Regions from separate parts of the Mus musculus genome. Here region 2 is linked to region 1. A link is a contact called in public Hi-C data. All regions are on one chromosome and are shown on one strand. Each heading gives the region's core, a stretch centred on a gene start, on an enhancer-like site or on the middle of the called end of the contact. The rest is flanking DNA. Distances are from core to core; before and after follow the strand shown.

What was found. Hi-C and Micro-C count contacts between places; a contact is called where the count stands out from the background.
Region 2: a Hi-C map of cerebral cortex shows a contact between it and region 1, with 1.5 times the contacts expected there. The contact joins the enhancer-like site here to the promoter of Pum1 in region 1. A contact is called at or near these places in 2 of 39 promoter capture datasets (both in liver) and 4 of 484 Hi-C or Micro-C datasets (the G1E-ER4 cell line, cerebral cortex, cortical neurons and 1 more).

The regions. Positions count from the first base shown.
Region 1 is chr4:130,661,997-130,664,707 of GRCm38.p6, forward strand. Pum1 (pumilio RNA-binding family member 1) reads left to right here and starts at 1,325. Exons shown (of 22, transcript NM_030722.3): 1 at 1,325-1,471.
Region 2 is chr4:130,877,384-130,880,094 of GRCm38.p6, forward strand. No RefSeq gene overlaps it. Among named protein-coding and RNA genes, the nearest start is that of Gm35294, 7.7 kb to the left of the region's middle. Within about 2 kb of position 1,343, at least 59 of the 459 cell types and tissues checked have an H3K27ac peak or open chromatin away from gene starts, as enhancers often do. A contact at or near this core is called in cerebral cortex and cortical neurons, where this site is marked.

The DNA of each region.
Region 1 (2,711 bases), core at 75-2,574:
CAGTTAAGGAATTTCAGGTCTGGTTACAAGCTGGCTTTCTGAATAGAGTATGTTCTTGAGTTTGAATATCGAGACCTGGTGGGGGGGGATGTAGCTCAGTTGTTTGGTAGGGTGTTGCCTGGCATATGTGAAGTCCTACATTTGGTATGTCTGTAGTAACAGAAGGAAGGTATGGAAGTAGGCTCAGGGGGTCAAGGTAATCCTTAGCTACACAGTGAGTTTGAGGGCAGCCTGGCTCTATGACACCCTATCTCAAAAACAGAAATAAAAAAAAAAGCGAGGTGGTGGTGGCATAGGCTGTTAATCCCAATACTCAGGAGGCAGAGGTGGGGATATCTCTGTGAGTTCTGAGGCCAGCCTGGTTTACAATGGGAGTTCCAGAACAGCCAGGGCTACACAGAGAAACTCTGTCTTGAAAAATCAAAAAGAATTTAAAAAGCCTAAAAAACCTAAAAAAAAAAAAAAAAAAAAAAAAAAAAATTGAACGGTTCTTGAAGGCAGAGACAGGTGGATTTCAGTAGGTTAGAGAGCAGCCCAGCCAGAGCTACAACAAAAGACCCTGTCACAATAAAAACCAAACCAGGGCTGGAGAGAGGGCTCATTGGTTAAGAGCACTGACTGCTCTTCCAGAGGTACTGAGTTCAATTCCCAGCAACCACATGGTGGCTTACAACCATCTGTAATGGGATCTGACACCCTCTTCTGGTATGTCTGAAGGTAGGACAGTGTAATCACATACAAATGCATCTTTAAACCAACCAACCAATCAACTGAAATGGAGTGCTTGCAAACACCTCTGGCTTCTAGTTCTCAGCTTAATTTGCTTAGTTTCCATCTTGATATTTCTAATGACCTTTGAACAAGGGTCCTGCCATTGTCATTGCGCTCCAGATCCTGCAAATTAGGTTGAGGTCCTGCCCTCCATCAGCATGGTCGTTCTGTTGCTCTTTTCTTTTGTATGTTACACTGGGGAAACGAGGCAGGAAAAGATGCAAAAAGGCCAGGAGCCAGAGGGCTAGAAGGGGTTCGAACCCAGACACTGGCCAGGCTGTGCCAAGGTTCAGGCACAGCCCCAGGTTGGCGTCCCCTCCCCCCCACGGCAGCCCGGGCACTCCGTGCGCGCTCCCGTGCCTCCCACCCCGCTCCCTCCGCGGCGGCGGCGCGCGCTCGCCCCAGCGGGCGGGCACAGCGGTTGTGTGGCCTGCGAGTTTCCCCGAGTTCACACAGGCCCTGCCGTTGGCATGGCAACCGGGCAACCTGTTCCAGAGCCGCCCGCCCGCCCGCCCGCTCCGCACACGCCGCTGCCACCGCCGGAGCTGGGGCCGGCGCCGGCGCCGCTCCCATGATGCACCGCGTCAGCCCAGTCCCCAGTGGGCCGCCATGTTGTCGGAGTGAAAGGTAAGGGGGAGCGAGAGCGCCGGCGAGCGAAGATCGGGGGGCCGGAATCCATCTTCATCCTACCGCTCCGCCCGTGAGTATCCGCGCCCCGGTGGCCCCAAACCGTGCTCCGAACCCCCAGCGAGCCGATGCGCCTCTCGTATTGGCGTTTGGCAGCGGTTGGCGGGGCGAGAAAGGGCTTAGAGACGCCGCCGGGCCTGGCGGAGGCACCGCGCTCGCTCCGCTCGTACGTGTTTGGGAGGCGGCAGCGAGGCCCTATTGTTATCCGCGAGGAGGGGGTGGGGAGCGGGCCGCGGCCGGGGCCCGGCTCGCCCGCGGCTGCCGGCGGCTCCGTGCCTCCGTTCGGCCCTGCCGGGAGTCCCTAGAGGTTGGTGTTGCCGTTCGGCTCGGCTTCTTTTTTTTTTTTTTTCCTTCCTCCCCTGCATTTATTTATTTATTTTTTGGATGGATCTGAGCAGCCCCAGGTCCTCTCTTGTGGCCGCGGAGTGGAGATTCTGTGGTCCCGCGGGCTCCTTGGACTTGGCTGGAGCTTCCGTGGCAGCGCCGAGGGAGGAACAATACAAGGCTTTAGAAAGCGGGCGGTGGGCCACGGTCCTCGGGCGAGCCCCCCATGGTGGTGGGGGAGTGGGCGATCTTGCAAGCCTTGAAATATGGAGAGGTGACCATCAGGAAGTTTCGGATCGCTTTTTAAGCGCCTGGGTTCCTTGTGGCCTTTTGTTTCTGTGAGAGCTTGTGTGTGTTTTCCTCCCCCTTGAGGAGGGGGTGTTCTTCCTCTCTGATCCTCCCTGTGTTGGTGTGCTTCCCTCTCCAAGGGGCTTTCAGCAGGTAGTAGGACAAACATGTAGATAGCTACACAGTGCTACAGTTTCGGTCCTCACGAACGCGGTGGGTAAACATGGGTCATTTGTTTGACTCGTCAGTACCACTCCCACGTTAAGGGAGGAACACTCCAGTAACTTTTCTCCAGTGAAGCTCACCCCTCTTCCCAAGAGCTCCCCTCCCACATCGCGAGGAACTCCCACATAGATGACCAGAGAAGGCTTTATCCCCACCATAACTTTGAAGGATTGTTCGTTTTCATTGTGCAAATTACGATAACGCTTCGTTACACTTGATCATTTTGCTCACCCCATTAATTACTGGGATTATTAAGATGATTTATGAGGGCTTTTGGGCGTTCAGTTTTTAAAGCCAGTTACTTCTGAAGGTAGGATTGTAGCTTGAGCTGTTTGCTTTGGTGTAAAAGTTACTAATGTGGCTCTCCTTTTAAGATAAGCAGCTTCCTTCAGGGTTTTTAGTAAACCATTTTGACC
Region 2 (2,711 bases), core at 93-2,592, 220 kb after region 1:
TGCGGGTGAACCTAGCTGAGGTTCAGCCCAGAGAGCCTCTTCAGAACATACTAAATTGGTGGTCCTTACCCTTCCCAATGCTGCTGCCCTTTAAAACAGTTCTTCCTGTTGTGGACCCCCAACCATAAAATTATTTCATTGCTCCTCCATGACTGTAATCTTGCTAGTGTTATGAATAGTAATGTACACATGGCTGGAATCTCAGCCTTTGCAAATGTGTGCTTCTGGGTTTGAATTCTGCTTTGCGGCCTGATGGCTGAGTGGCACTGGGCAACAGTTTAATTTCTTAGGACCTCCTGCAAGTGGGAACAGGGGGCTTCTTAGCAGGTCTGTGGGAGGTCTCTCTCTCTCTGTCTCTCTGTCTCTCTGTCTGTCTGTCTCTCTCTCTGTTACACACACACACACACACACACACACACACACACACACACGAGTGCCTTACCAGCATTCACTTATGGGACTTGGGTTAGGTTAAGAATTAGGCCAGAACACTTCCAGCCAAGCACCAGGACTTTGCCACATTTCTCCACTTCTTGGGGTCACCCAGAGACTCATAGGTGGGGCCTGGTGCATAGCTAAATGAAGGGGGAAGGCGACTGGATTTGGAACCCTGCTGCACCTACCCATACATAGCCTGCAACCTTGGGCCCCCTTAAAATCCTAGTTTCCCCTTCTGTACTTTGGGTAATACCACCAAGCCCAACAGACCTAAAAGAGTCAAGTCAGATCATGAGGTGGCCGGTCCTTAGACTCAACGAGTGCTGTATATTTTTCAAATTGCACTGAGCTTGCTGGCTAAGCCTATTTTTCCAACTACTAGGGTGGCCAAGCTGGGATGATCCTAAGTTCAAAGCTTGCCTGAGCTTTAAGTAAGACCCTGTCTCAAAATAAAACAATGTAAAAAAGGGAGGCCTGAGGCTATAACTCAGTGTTAGAATGCTTGCCTGGCCATTAAAAAAAAAAAATTGTCTTCTCCCGGGATGTCTGCATTGAATTATTTGTTTCTGAACGGTGTGGGTGGCTGGTAGCTGGGTTTCTCTACCCATCAGTCACTCATCCACCCAGGCATTTCTCCCCGTAGAGGAGCAGGCTGGCATCGAAAAGGCATGGAGTTCTGGGTAAGGCAGCTAGTGAAGAATGTGCAGGAGAGGCCCGACCAGAAGTGAGCCGGTTCGCTCCGTTTGCAGCCTGACAGGGCTCCAGTGTATGCGAAGGTGTAGAAGCCTGCTCTGTGCGTGGCGCGAGGGGCGGGGGGGCGGGGAGCTGTGTCTTAATGGGAGGCTGCTGGAGGAAGGGTTGTTTCCAGCCGCCTCCTGAACCCACTGCTGGCTCTCTGGCAAATGAAACATGCCCGCCCCCTGCTGGACATCAGGCTAACCTCACGTTTGTATTCAAAGACGGCAAGGGAAATGACATATCCGGAAAGGTGGATTTAACAATGGCTCTAGGAAGCTCTGTGTGGGTCTGGGGACTTGTACAGGGCAGGAATTTGCAGCTGTGACTCCGTGACTGAGCCCTGGCAGTGCCTGGGGAGGGGGAACCTCTCCTCTGGGAGAATCCTGGCAGCTAGCCCCAGCTTGCAGGAGGCAGGGTCGGATAGGAGGCTGTAGAGAGCAGAGGGGGTTTCAAATTCCCAGCCCCTTGCCTCATCTGGCAGGCTTGGTTCTGGGATTTCCTGTTTTGTCCCAGATCAGCCCCAGGGGGTAACATGATAGCCATGAAAAAGAACTCAAAAATATATTCACTAGTCTCTCTCTGTGTGTGTGTGTGTATGTATGTGTATAGTGCATGTGTCCATGTGTGTGTGTGTCTGTGTCTTGACATCCATCAGCAGCTGCCCTGGGCTGGTGACATCACTTAGCTAACACTTTGTTGTTCCTTTAAAGCAGTGACCCTGCCCCCACATCCCCAGATTGCCACTGTGAACTTGTTCTGCCTTCCCCAGCATCAGGTTGTGGTAGAGGTGGAGTGGGGCCACAAAACGCAGGTCAATGGTTGGAAGGAGAGGTGGGTGGACTCAGACAGAGTTCCCTAAGGCTGGAGCAGGACAGTGGAAAAGCTGTTTGGTGAGGGGCAGGTTACCTGAGCCTTTAGCTAAGGGGGGTGGCACCCCTCAGTGTCCCGAGGACCCTGGTAGGCCACAGCTGTGTGATGCTGGGCACTTGTGGCTCTTGTCAGTCTGACCTCCTCTTTCCCTCTGTCTTTCTTCCTGGCTGAGCTACAGTGCACAGGCATGTGCATGTGCACATGTGTGCATAGGCACCCAGCTCCACGTGCTCTGCATGTTCATGCCTGCAAGCTAGAAGCCAGGATTGCTAGAGACAGGGACCCGGTTGGCTTGACTCTCCCAGAAAGGGGTTTATCAGCACTGGAAATTGACATGGGGGCTTTGCTCTTCTTGTATCCTCTTCTCGCTCTGGCCATGCTGGCCTTAGGTGGCCTTCCATGTTCAAAAGTCACCAGACTTCTCCCTGTGGTGGAGGCTCCTTCCTGTGATCGTGCCTTCTCTGCTTGGAATATCTCATCCAGGTGCTGATAGGTGGGAACCTGCTGTGTGATGTCATCTTCCAGGGGCTCCTCCCCTGGTTACTTCCACTAATGCCTCCAGGTCCTGGCTAACTCGCCGATGTAGCCCTCTTCCTGGGCCTGCTCCTTTTAGAATCCTACCTCTCTCTCAGACTAAGCTCTGGAGTGGAGACTTCATCTCTTGT